2 separate regions of the Mus musculus genome follow, and region 1 is linked to region 2. The links are chromatin contacts, called in public HiChIP or PLAC-seq maps. All regions are on one chromosome and are shown on one strand. Each heading gives the region's core, a stretch centred on a gene start, on an enhancer-like site or on the middle of the called end of the contact. The rest is flanking DNA. Distances are from core to core; before and after follow the strand shown. Region 1 holds the start of 4732440D04Rik (a long non-coding RNA gene). Region 2 overlaps Rgs20 (regulator of G-protein signaling 20).

Region 1 (6,759 bases), core at 142-2,641, 1.2 Mb after region 2:
GGCCGGAGTGCCCTGACGGGAGGAACCTAGAGGTGATGCCTTTGTCCCGACCCCGGAGTGCAAGCATCGGTGTAAAGTTACTCCTTGGAATGACTCAGCCTCGCTCGCCCCGCAGATGGATTTGGGGTGGGGGCTTATGGGAGTACCAAAACTTGGTACAAATGACAGCTTTCGAACGTGCTGTCAGTACTTTCTCTACAGAGTGGTGGATGTGCTATGGTGACTGTTTATGGTTTCGTAATCCTGTCCCTTCCGTCATGAGTCTTTAAAATGTGATCATTCCATGAACTGGTACATAGGACTGATGCCACGGAACACTCGTGGACTCACTTATTGATAGAGTCCCTGCAAGACATTCAGTTGGGTGCGGATGTTGACAAGTCTATTATGAGCGTTAAAATTTATACATTTTGCTAACCATTTTCTGTAAAGAATTGGTGAGACTTACTTATCTGAGGGTTTGCAAAGCTAGCAAGCAGTTTAGAAGCAGCCTAAAAATGAACCAATCTGTGTTCCTAGTCAAATGTTGGTACTGTATTTCAGTAGGTGGTTTTTCTTTTTGGGGGAGGGGATCTATAAATGGACTTGTTATGTGTGAAATATTTTATTTAGTCTTATTACCAAATACAACGCAAATCATCGCTTTCCAATTAAGTTTTTGTTATGTTTTTTAGCATTTATATCTGTTTTAAACGTTAGCCAAGGCTTAGAAGGTAGCTGCTATATTCATCTCAACATTCCAGGAGGCTGAGACAGAAAGATGGCTTTAAGTTATTTGAGTTACTCAGTAAGTTAAGGTGGTCTTGGGAATCATAGCGAGAACATGTCTTGAAAAAAGAAAAACAAAATAAATGGTATTTACATAGTTATGCCATGGGTGTGTCAGGCCCATAATGTAGCATTTACATTGATAAATCTTATTAATGTAATTGGTTAGTGGACTTAGGCAAAATTTAAAAATTTTGTTTTATTTTGAGTTAGGGAAGACAATGAAGCAGCCCTCTGCCTGGAGAGAAGAGGGTTCTCTTGGGGTGGGGGGAGATGGAGGGAACAGGCAGCACTCTTTATGGCAAACATCAGGGTTTGAATGCACAGCAGATTGACTTTACACATAGATCTGTAAAAGCCAAAGGACAAAAGATGAAAGGACTGGTGTCTCCCCCAGTTGTTTTTGTTTATTTGTTTTGTTTCTTGCCTTGTTAGTGTGTACTGCTAGGACTAAAACTCAGTTTCCAGCATGCTCTGTAAGGTGTAATATCCCTGAGCCACTGTTAGACCTGAGAGGAAAATGTTTCAACGACTACCTGATTAAGAGAGCTTTGCTTAGAGGTGTACATTGTAGTTGAGGTTGACCTTCAGCTCTTGGCCCCCTTTTGCCAAGACTTGACACATCTCAGAGTAAGCTGTGGTAAGTATTCATTAGTGATGCCTTGGTAATTAATTATTCAGCAGCAGGCAAACTCCAGTCTCTTATCATTCAGAAGAAAAGTGAGAACATAAGTGAACATAGAAGCAAGCCAAGATTAAGAAGTGTGTGTCTCTATTGGAGGGTGGGTTTGAAATTTTGGATAAGGTGTCTTATTGTCTTGAGAATTTAAGAAGCTATGTCTACTTGACAAAAGGACCCATTTGGAGGTATGAGAGAGAGAAGAAATAAAAAATATGGAAGGCTCTGATTAAAGGCATATTCCATGAGAGGTTACTGAAGATAGAATGCCAGGATTGAGGGGTAGTAGTAGGAAGAGGCATTCTGTAGACATTCAAGTTTTTTTGTTTGTTTGGTTTTTGTTTTTTGCTTTTTTTTTTTTTTTCTCGAGTCAGGGTTTCTCTGTGGCTGTCCTGGAACTCACTCTGTAGACCAGGCTGTCCTCGAACTCAGAAATCCGCCTGCCTCCCAAGTGCTGGGATTAAAGGCGTGCGCCACTATGCCCGGCTAACATTCAAGTTTTATGCATAGTAATTTTTTTTGGTTTTTTTTTTTTGTTTGTTTGTTTGTTTTTCAAGACAGGGTTTCTCTGTATGGCCCCGGCTGTCCTGGAACTCACTTTGTAGACCAGGGTGGCCTTGAACTCAGAAATCCACCTGCCTCTGCCTCGAGTGCTGGGATTATAGGCGTGTGCCACCACACCGAGCTGTAGTTTTTTTTTTTTGTTTTTTTTTAAAATGGCTCATGGACCCTGCATGTGTAAAGGCACAGAGTTGAGTGTCAGTCGATATAGCAAGTCTGGGAAACAGTTGAACTCGAATCTGTTCCTCACATGTTGATTGATCTTACAAAGTACACCTGTAAATAACACTGAACTAGAGTAACATATATCTCATATGTGTGTGTTTAGATAACCCTTGGGCATTTTAAAGAAGGAAAAATGACCAATATCAATTGCTGGTTTAGAAAGGAGGTTAGAGAAGCAGATTGTGGCATGTTGGGTTATGCAATGTACTTTTTAGATAAAATCATAGTACTTAGCACATTTCTCTAGAATTCTTTTTGCATTATGGACCTAGGAAGCGTAGTTTGCTTATCATAAAACTGATTATTGTCTAAGGTCCTAAAAGCATTACTTTTCCTTTTTACCCTTCTGTTAAGTTTAGTGAGTCTGCAAGTGTGTGCAGAACTTGAGTGGTCATAAGGAGACTTAGTAGTTTCAGCTTTCTCAGATGTTTAATGAGTGCCCTTAAGATTACTGATTTTTGCTGGATTTAATTCTAATATTATTGACTTGTAATTATGAAAACAAAAACGTAGTGATCTGTTTTCATTGTTTGAGACATCAGTTTTTCCTTCACTATCCATATAAAAATTGGTCAGTAGCTGCCCAAAGAATATGTATCCAGATTATAATTCACTACTATTCTGTTCTTCCCATAGCCTTTGGTGACAGCAAATGACATTTGATACTGCCCTGTGTTTATAGTCTTGGTCTGATAGAGTAAAAGCTAATTCAGTATTATAGGTAATTTGGGTTTTGTTTCATAGTTAATATACACTGTAAAGTAAAATATACAATTAGAAAATGTTCTCTAAAGTCATGGATTTTATATAGTTTTGATGAATTAGATATGATGCCAGAATGTTAGTGCCGTAGTGTAAAATTATTTTTATATTATGCAGTTCAGGTAAGATACATGATAGTATGTATGGCATTATGGTGGAAACAAAACTGAATATCATTACTTGTTCTTTAATCTTCACAAGTACTGTGGCAAATTGACTCATAAAATAAATGTAATCTTTAAATATTTGGGGGCTTGAAATGTATCAGCAGTTAAGAGCACTCACTTCTCCAGAGGACCCCAGTTCAGTTCCAGCACTCACTTTATATTGCTCACCACCTGCTGTAAGTCCAGCTCTAGAGAGATCCAACACCATCTGTAGAACGAAGGAGAGAGACAGTCACAAACCGAGACTTTTTTTGGGGGGGGGTATTTTCCTTATTTACATTTCAAATGTTATCACCTTTCCCAGTTCCTCCCCTTTCTGGAAACACCCTATCCCATCCTCCCTTCTATGTGGGTGTTCATCCACCCACTCCCACCTCCCTTGCCCTCTGGGGCATCTATCAAGCCTTCATAGGACCAAGGGACCTCTCCTCCCACTGATGCATGACAAGCCACCTTCTGCTACATATGCAGGAGGAGCCATGTGTACTCCTTTGTTGATGCTTATTCTCTGGGAGCTCGGGGGTCTAGCTGGTTGATAATGTTGTGCTTCCTATAGGGTTGCAAACCCCTTCAACTCCTCCAGGCCGTTTTCTGACTCTTCTATTAGGGACCCCAAGCCCAGTTCAAAGGTTGGCTGTGAGCATCTGCCTCTGTATTTGTAAGGAGGCTCTAACAAGGCTTCTCAGGCGACAGTCATCAGACAGACACTCTTAACTATGTAGACCTGGCTGACCTCAGTATTATAAAACCAGATTATTGTGTATATGAATGTGCCTACTCTACTACTGAATTCCATTTCTGATTTAAAAGTATTTCTGTTCTGTTTTGGTTACAAGCATGTTATATTAGTTATCTCCGTGTAATGCTTACCTGAGCATGCTTACCTAGTGTCAGAGAAGGCAAACACTTAAGATATGAACCTTTATGAAACAGATTTTCTTTGTGAAGAAGATGGCAGTCCTACTGTTTTCTCCTGGTAGCTGTATATGGGGTGATCTAATTTGCAGAGGCTGACACCCAGTTGTTGGTCTGGGCCACCTAAAAGGTGGTACACCTGATTTGCAGAGACTGACACCCAGTTCGTTTTTTGGTTTGTTTGTTTGTTTAGATTTATTTATTTTATGTATATGAGTACACTGTAGCTGTATAGATGGTTGTAGCCTTCATGTGGTTGTTGGGAATTGAATTTAGCACTTTGGCTTGCTCAGTGCCTACTTGCTCTGGCCCAAAGATTTATTTATTATTATAAATAAGTACACTGTAGCTGTCTTCAGATGCACAGGAAGAGGACATCAGATCTCATTATAGATTGTTGTAAAACCCCATGTTGTTGCTGGGATTTGAACTCAGGACCTTCGGAATAACAGTCAGTGTTCTTACCCTTTGAGCCACCTCACCAGCCCTGACACCCAGTTCTTGGTCTGGGCAACCCATATGGCCTTTGTGGTGAATGTTATTTTCATTGATGCAGAAACCAGTCATCATCACTCAGAGTGGTAGAATTGCTAAGAACTGCAGTTTGCAGAATTAGAAATGAGATAAAATTACTTCAAATTGCTTTTCTCCATGAGGCCTTTAGTTTGCTTTCTTTAGTAACTTCCAGATCTTGTGCTCTATTAAACTTGAAAACAACTTGAAAGTATTTATATTCCTAGCACCCAGTACCACGCCTGGATTATTTAGATCTCCCCCATTCCTACCCCCACCCCATGTATTCGGAGTCTGAGTGTTTACTTTGAAAATCTTGAAAACCTTGAAATGTAAGAAAGCCAATTCTGAGGTTTTCGTAATTTAGAAAGTTGGTGGTAAGGCTAGAGGGATGGGCCTTATTATCACAGTGGTAATTTTTCAAGAGGAATTTTAAAATTACCTCAGTTGAAAAGTTGGCTGGACATTAAAATAATTTTGAAACAAATTCTCACTATGAAGCTTTGGCTGGTTTGGAACTTGTTACGTAGACCAGTCTGGCCTCCATCTCTGGGATTTTACTACCTCTACATCCTTGGTGCTGGGATTAAAGGTGTGCAGGTGTGTACTGCCATACCTGACAAAGCAAGATGAATTTTTTTCTGAGATGATTTCTGATTATTTTGTATAAACATGGAAGTTAAACATCACCCATATATTCTGTATAAATGTAATGGGATCATTTTTAATTTAAAAATTTTTGTTTTAGATTGTTTTATATGGCATTGGATACCCTGGAATTGGAGTTGTGGAGAGTTAGGAATTGCCATATGGATGTTGGAAACATTGAAAGAACAAGTGTTCTTAGCAGCTAAGCCATCTATCCACCTCTTCCCTCCATCGTTTATAGCCAACTAAATGGGAAGGACCACCTAAATTCCTGGGCTACACACCCAGCTCAGAAATAATGTTAGGACCATATTTGGACTTTAAAAATTTAGATAAGCAGAGATTGGAGGAGCAATTTTTTACCTGGCCTAGAAATGCAAAGGGTTGGTATAGTTTTCTTCATGTGTGGGAGCCTTGGATGATACTTCTGGAAAAAGGAACCGGGGTGAATTATGAAGCTATTAAACATTGAAGCTTAATACCCACCACTTTTAGTGATTTTATTTTAAATACACTCCAGGACACTGTAAAGGATTCTAATGTACATTATTGCTCTCCTCCTTACCAACTCTGTAAATGTATCATTTTCAGTTTGAAGATCATAAACTGAGATGTTAAGGTATTGAGTCCCAGTGAAGTAGATAGAATCTTAGATAGGGATAAATCTTGTTCCAAACCCTGCCTTTCTAGGTGAATTATGTGCCAGAGTTGTCAAGCTCATATATGTATTGGGGTTGCCAACTTGTTTTGGTTTTGTTTTGTTTTTCGAGATAGGGTTTCTCTGTGTAGCCCTGGCTGTCCTGGAACTCACTCTGTAGAGGCTGACCTCGAATCTACCTGCCTCTGTCTCCCAAGTGCTGGGATCAAAGGCGTGCACTACCACGCAGGCCCGGCTGGGGTTGCCAACTAAAGGAAGTAAGTGGGATCATGTAGGTTGCCTTCTCTGGAATTGTCTTTACTTATTTTGCAGAAAGACTCAGTGAAAAGGAAGAAAAACCTGCCTTGAAGAAAGCAGGGTTTAGCTAACATTATAGTACATGAATGGTAGCTGCAGAGAAGCCAGGGAAAGACAATGAGAAGCAGAATTTGAGGCCACCTGGTAGGAATGTTGAAGGAGTGGAATAGAAAGGTAAAAGAGAATTTGCAGTCTAAAGGTTCTGCCATGACGTCCTAAAAGAAACAATGGACAGAATTAAACAGAAATGAGTTTGGATACCAGGAGAATGATAGTTTTGTCTACAATAAAATGAAAGTAAAGATTTAAAGGAAAAGCAGCAAATTGAAAATTGGACTTTTTGGCTGAGTATGGAGTTCAGCAGTTTATGTGTCTTGGTTTTTTTCTTTTTCTTTGTTTTAGACAGGGTCTCATGTAGCTCAGCTTGGCCTTAAACTCACTGAGAATAACCTTGAAGTTATGATCAATCATCTTGTCTCCAGTTCCCAAGTGTTATGGTTACTGGGGTATGCCGCACCTGGCTTCTACAATGTTTGGGAGTGAACCCAGAAATTTCTCTATACTCA
Region 2 (6,906 bases), core at 1,136-3,635:
ATGATCCTGGGCCAGAAGGCTGAAGACCAAAGCTCTAACGTTTTGAAGAATAGGGACTGTCCAGGTGATCAGCAGTCTCTATAAACTGGCTGAGGTTTGGAAGCTATATTTTGTGCTTCTCATATTTTCAGGCAATATTAGTTGTTCTTAGACTTCTGACAGGGTTGAAGACTGGTAGTCTCATAGCCAGCCCAAGATGTTTAGCATTGAGAAAGATGATATAAATTTCAGAGGATGTTTTCAGATGGCATGCAATCTCATGCCAGGACATGAGTCAGGTGTAGGATTATAAGTCTTTTAAGTTAGGACAGATGGCAGAGGTCCTATTTAATTGACAAAAATGATGGGCTGGGTGTTAGGTCTATCTTGTACTTTATAAACTACAAAATGGTAATGTGCTCAATTTATATCAGAGATAAAAGTCTTTTAATTGGACAGAAAGGGGGAAGTGTTTTGGATAGCCCTGGTCTTATATTTTGATGCTAGTTCTGCTTTCCCAGGAGGGGTTGAAGACGAGGAGTGAATCATGTATACAGGTGACTTGTGAACCTTCTCTCCACCATAACTTTTCAGATAAAGGCTACCAGTGATTTGGCAGTAGCAGGGAAGGTGGAGCTGAAAAGTTTGGGGGGGAAGGGAAAGAGGAGAGAGAGGATGATGGAGTAAGAGGAGGTGGAAGGAAGATGGGGCAGAGTTTGTGTCTTGAAGAAACCTCAAGTTATAAGGGATCTCATCGATGGGAAACAGATTGGTGTAGTGGTAGATCTGCCCAATCTAGGTGTGTCGCTTGTATTCCTATTAATTGAGTTGTGATTTCTTTGACCCGGCTTTTTTGGGTTGGAGATTTACCTCAACACACCAACCAGATAGAAGAGAAAGTGGGGACTATCTTTGAATTCATTGGCCCAGGGAAAGACTTTCTGAATAGAACATCTTACTACATATACTAATTAATAACTAATACTTAATAATTGATAAATGTGCTTGAGAGGCTTCTGTATGGCAAAGGACACCACCATTTGAACAAAATGGCAGGCTGCAGCAAGGGGCAAGTTTGTACAAACTATACATCTGATAGAGGGCTAATCTCCAAAATATATAAAGAACTCAAAAAAATAGATATTACCAGAAACAAATAACCCAACTTAAAAGTGGGCACAGGTGAGCATGGTGGTGCATGCCTTTAAACCCTGCACTTCGCAGGCAGAGGCAGGTAGATTTCTGTGAATTCAAGACCATCCTGGACTACAAATCACGTTCCAGGACAGCCAGGGCTGTTACACAGAGAAACCCTGTCTCAAAAAAGTTGGGTGGGATACAAATCCAAACAGAGAATTCTTAAAAGAGGAAATTTATATGGCTGAGAAACATTTTTAAAATGTTCAACATCCTTAGTCATCAGGGAAAGGCAAATCAAAACTACTTTGAGATTTCATTGTACATTCGTCAGAATGCCCAAGATCAATAAAGGAAATGACAGCTCATATTGGCGAGGATGAGGAATGAGGGGACCACTCATCCATTGCTGGTGGGAGTGCAAACTTGTACAATCACTAAGGAATTCAGTGTGTTGGTTCCTCGGAACCGGGACTAGATCTACCTCAAGTTCCAGATACACCTTCTACGGCATATACTCAAAGGACTCCACATCCTACTATAGAGAAATTTGTTCAACCATGTTCATTGGGCACCATAACAGCCAGAAATTGCAAAAAAACTAGATGTCTTCAACAGATGAACAGTTAAGAAATTATGGACCATTTACACAATGGAGTATTACTCAGGTTTTCAAAAAATAAAATCATGAAATTTACAGGTAAATGGACAGAACTAGAAAAAGATCATCCTGAGTGAGATAACCCAGACCCAGAAAGATGCATACTGTACGCATTTGCTTATATGTGGATATTACCCACTAAACAACTGATAACCAAGCTACAATCCATAAACTCACAAAGGACTAGGAACGACAGGTCTCTCTAGGGAAGACAAATAGAATATGCAGTTATGTATGGTGTTATGGTTTGTATATGCTTGGCCCAGGAAGTGGCACTATTAGAAGGTGGCCCTGTTGGAGTAGGTGTACCACTGTGGGTCTGGGTTTTAAGACCTTCATCCTCCTCTCTGGAAGCCAGTATTCTGCTAGCAACCTTCAGATGAAGATGTATGACACTCAGCTCTGCCTGCACCATGCCTGCCTGGATGCTGCCATGCTCCTACCTTGATGATACGGGACTGAACCTCTGAACCTGTAAGCTAGTCCCAGCTAAATGTTGTTATTATAAGAGTTGCCTCCGCCATGGTGTCTGTTCACAGCAGTAAAACCCTAATTAGGACAGATGGGGAACAGCTGGGATGGGAGGATCAAGCTGGGATGGGGAGGGAAGAGGGAAATGAGGTAGGGAATACAGGGAGAGACAGGTAAAATTAATGGCCATTTGAAAAAGAGTATGGAAGCCTAATACAGTAGAAGCTTCCTAGAATATATGTATATATAAAGGAGAACTAAATAAAATCACCAAGTAATGGGGCACTGAACCACAACGGGATATTTGTCACCAAATGAAGCTTGCTGAATAGGGAATGGGTTACATTTAGTTAAATTGTTGATCAAAGGAGTCCCATGGGAAACACTAAACAAACAGACTATTGTCGAGACTATAGGTTGCTCTTCAGAAATTGGTGGGCAAGGCTTCATTGTTGAAGATGACACCTACCCAACTCATTGAATACAGTGAAGTTGAGCTGGTTACCACATAGAGCCTTCACTCCTACATGCTAGTTTTTTGTTGTTGTTTTTGTTTTGTTTTGTTTTTGGTACAGGAAACTACTCTGTAGACAACCAAAGGAGAAGTATTCACATCCCAGCTACAAAACTTTTGATTTATAATGATGTCCTGCCTTCAAGATTTGCTAGTACAACAGTGACACAAAGCTTGTGAGAGTAACTGAAGCGAGTCTTCCCAGCTCAAGCAAGATGAGCATGGCTCTGGCAGGCCTTTCTCCTCTCATTCTCTCTGCCTTGCTAAGACTGTTAGATTACATTCCTAAAGCTAACTCCCAATGTTTATTCCCTTATTTGACCACTTCCTCCTCCTAAGCCTGACTAGCAAGGTCCAACAATGAAAATTTCTCCTTAGGTCACTTAGTTGACATGTCCAATTAAAATTAAACATCCCATCCTAACACAAGGTTTCCCCTTCTTCACATGTGAACTGCCATTTTCCTATGCACTGTATCTGTCTCCTCTCCATACAGATGCTGTCCAGGACAAATCCTCTTCCTCCTTCTCCCTTGTTCCTTTTCTTTTCTCCTAATTCTCTATCTCTTATCTTTGTCTCTTATTCCTTATCCTCTATTTCTCTCAGGCAAATGCATCTCCTTTGTGCTGAGAACTTGGTCTTGGAGGTCCTGAGCTGATAGTTTTCCTTCCAGTAACTAACCAATACCTATTTTGATTTAAGGTTCACTCCATGAGATGAAACCCATTCTTGCATGACCAAGAATGTGAGACTAGATAGCCCAGGGATCTAAAGGAAAAGCAAATTCTACTATTCTACTAAAGAATGTAGCAATGAAAATTTTCTAATGGCATTCTTCTATATTCATAGATAGTGCCTTGATCAGACATCATCAGAGAAGATGAGAGCAAATACAGAGACTCACAGCCAGACAACACACAGAGAGTAAAAGACCATAAAAAAATCTTCCTTAAAAGGGATATTTCCATCAAATCCCTCCCCTCATGCCTCCCTGTAGAAGAGGAAGTGAAAAGAGTGTTAGAGCCTGAGGGGATGGGGGCACCATTGAAACAAAGCTCTCTAAATCAATACGACTGATGCACATATAAATTTACAGGGCTCAAGACAGCATGCATAGGGCCATCATGAGTCCTTTGTGTATATATCATGGCTTCCAGTTTAGTGGTTTTTTTTTTTATGGGATTCCTGAATATGCAAGTGACTGAGTTTCTTTGTCTCTATGTGCTCCTTGTGCCTTTTCTAGGGCTCTTTTTCTTGTGTTTGCTTGCTTTGTCCTATTCCAACATGTTAGTTTTTGTCTTATGTTATTTTACTTTGCTTGATTAGTATCTGTTAGAAGCCTGTTTTCTAATATGAGGCAGAAAGGTGATGAGTCAGATGGGAGTGGAGGTAGGGAGGAACTGGGAGGAATAGGATGGAAAACTATAATCAGAATATATTATGTGAGGAAAATAATCTATTTTCACAAAAAAAAGAAACACACACACACACACACACACACACACAAAACAAATGTATATGACGCAATAAGGGGTCCATGGTTCAACTAGGCAAGTGTCCTTGAAAACAATTACGAGACTCCAGTTTTTTTCCCTGCTTTCTGTTTCAGGTTGTCATAGCTTGATTTCTGTTGCTGTGATAAAACTCTTACAAAGAAAAAAAAATTGAAAAAAGAGAGTTTATTTCACCATACAACCCCAAGGCCACAATCCATCACTAATGGAAGGACCAAGGAGGAGACAGGAGGCCATCAGGGCAGGAGCTCAAGGCGGGTCCTTGAGATAGGAAGTAAGGCAGAGACCATGGAAGAACACTCTTTACTGGCTCACTCTCTATTGGTTGCTCTGCTTGCTTTCTTCTACAACCTGAATCATCCACCCAGGCACAATGAGCTGGGTCTTCCCTCATGCATCACAAATTAAGAAAATGCTCCCAGAGACACCCCACAGGCCAATCTAGTGGCACTAGTTACTCAGTTGAAAGTCCTTCTTCCCAGGGGACTATAGTTTGTGTCAGTGTGACAAAAACGAACTAGTATACAGGATGTAGTTCTTCCACACATGTGTCCACTATGACATGATGCACCCAAGAAGGCCTCTCCAAACCTCAACCAATGTCAGTCAGCACCATGAACCTCCAGAAAACTATGAGCTAAATTAACCGCTTTCTTCATAGTTATTCTGCCTCATATATTTTGAAGCATAGCATGAGCTAATGAAAGAGCAATGGCTTGCAAAGTGTATTAAAAATTTAGGACCTTCAGTGGCAATCCATGACACTAGGATAAATCTACATTTCTTATCAAACTCTTCTTTTTTCTATTAGCAATTCCCAATGAATGCACCACCTTCCTCGTACACATACTTCCTTGACTACAGGAGCAAGTGTATGTATTATACTGTGCTGGTTAGAGTTTGTCACCTTAACACAATATATACTTATTTGAGAAAAGTTGGTCTGTAGGCAAGTTTTTTCTTTTTTTTTTCTTTTTTTTGGCAACTTCTTTCTTTCTTCCTTTCTTCCCTCCTTCCTTCCTTCCTTCCTTTCTTTCTTTCTTTCTTTCTTTCTTTCTTTCTTTCTTTCTTTCTTTCTTTTTTTTTTTGTGTGAAACGGAGTCTCTCTGGCTATCCTGGAACTCACTATGTAGATCAGACTGGCCTCAAACTCCCAGACCTGCCTTTGGTTTCCAAGTGTTAAGATTAAAGGTGTTATGATGAGTTAGTTGTGAACTCCTGTACTCTAGGGCTAACTGTATTTTCATGATTAATGATTGGTCTTTGAGGGCCTAGAGTCTGTAGGTGGTGCCATTTATGGGCAGTCGGGCCTGGGTTGTATCAGAAAGCAGGTTAAGCAAGCCTCTGTGTTCCTCTGTGGCTGCTGCTTCAGTTCCTGCCTCTAGGTTGCTGCCTTGGCTTCCCTCAATGAACTGTGACCTGGGATGTGGACAACAAATAAATCCTCTCCTCCCCAAGTTGTTTTAGTCAGTGTTTGCTCACAGCAAAGGGAATTCTAAGACACATACCTTACTCACATCTTATTTTTGAGTTAATCTCATGGAGATTTCAAGATACGTAACCCCCCCACCCCCGTTTTTTTTTTTTTAAATCATTGGAGAAACTCAGACTCACAGAATTCCACGAGGTTCCTGAGGTCTGTTAATCAGTCAATGAGAAGGCCTGAATCCAGGTATTTCAGCTTCATGATTGGAAGTTCATCACTGCTTCACAGAGCTATGCTGGCCATACCACAGGCACACACTGGCCACAGTTAGACAGATTTGCGTCATTTTTGCATGGCTCTCAGTGAGCACCCATAGAGTCTTTTCCTCAGCAGATGTGCAGTTGCTTAGAACTGGAGAATGGAAACTCCCAGTGTATTACCTTATCCCTCAATAGCCATATTGCTCCCAAGGCCCTCTCTGTGGGCTGAGCTGACGGAATGTTCTAGTTTGATGTGCCAAGGGAGGACCTGAAATTGTCTTTGTTCCCTGACACTTTCATTTTCTACACATTGTACCAAAATATGCACCAAATGTTAGTGCCCTACACCCTAGGTATAAAGTGTTAAGCAGGTAGAATAATGTCTTAAATAAGCTGAATAAAAATGAGAAATGGAAAAATCTTCAAAGGATTGAAATGTTTAGTAGTTATTCATTTTGGACTCCTTGTTTTAAGAGGACTGTAACAACTTAAACGTTTGCGTGCCTGTCTGTTGCCTGTGTGTATGAGAGAGAGAGAGAGAGAGAGAGAGAGAGAGAGAGAGAGAGAGAGAGAGAAGAGAAGAGAAGAGAAGAGAAGAGAAGAGAAGAGAAGAGAAGAGAAGAGAAGAGAAGAGAAGAGAAGAGAAGAGAAGAGAAGAGAAACAAGACACTTAAAAGACATGAGGTGAAGACAAAATCTTGTCATGGCTTTTTCATTGTTGTAGTGAAATCCTTGAGAAACAGCTTACAGAGAATCGTTTATTTTGTTGGTCTTTGCAGACAGTGACTCTGGGAGCATGAGGAGGAGGAGCATCATGGTGACTGAAGTATGTGGTACTCACATCATGGCAGACAGTAAGCCAACTGAGACTGAGAGGACCTGCTGGAAGGTACCTCCCCACCCCCAGAGGCCCGTCCCCCCAGGGGCCTAATTCCTGTAGGTAA

What was found. HiChIP or PLAC-seq counts read pairs in DNA pulled down with a chosen protein or histone mark.
Region 1: an H3K27ac HiChIP or PLAC-seq map of double positive thymocytes shows a contact between it and region 2, with 7 times the contacts expected there. The contact joins the promoter of 4732440D04Rik here to the enhancer-like site in region 2. A contact is called at or near these places in 2 of 39 promoter capture datasets (cranial neural crest and hippocampal neurons) and 1 of 115 datasets of contacts at active chromatin or transcription factors (double positive thymocytes).

What each region holds. Positions count from the first base shown.
Region 1 is chr1:6,215,221-6,221,979 of GRCm38.p6, forward strand. 4732440D04Rik (a long non-coding RNA gene) reads right to left here and starts at 1,392. Exons shown (of 2, transcript XR_001778783.2): 1 at 1,336-1,392; 2 at 1-180. All of the region lies in intron 1 of Rb1cc1 (RB1-inducible coiled-coil 1), which reads left to right.
Region 2 is chr1:4,998,901-5,005,806 of GRCm38.p6, forward strand. The region is part of intron 1 of Rgs20 (regulator of G-protein signaling 20); the gene reads right to left. Among named protein-coding and RNA genes, the nearest start is that of Rgs20, 17 kb to the right of the region's middle. Within about 2 kb of position 2,386, at least 4 of the 459 cell types and tissues checked have an H3K27ac peak or open chromatin away from gene starts, as enhancers often do.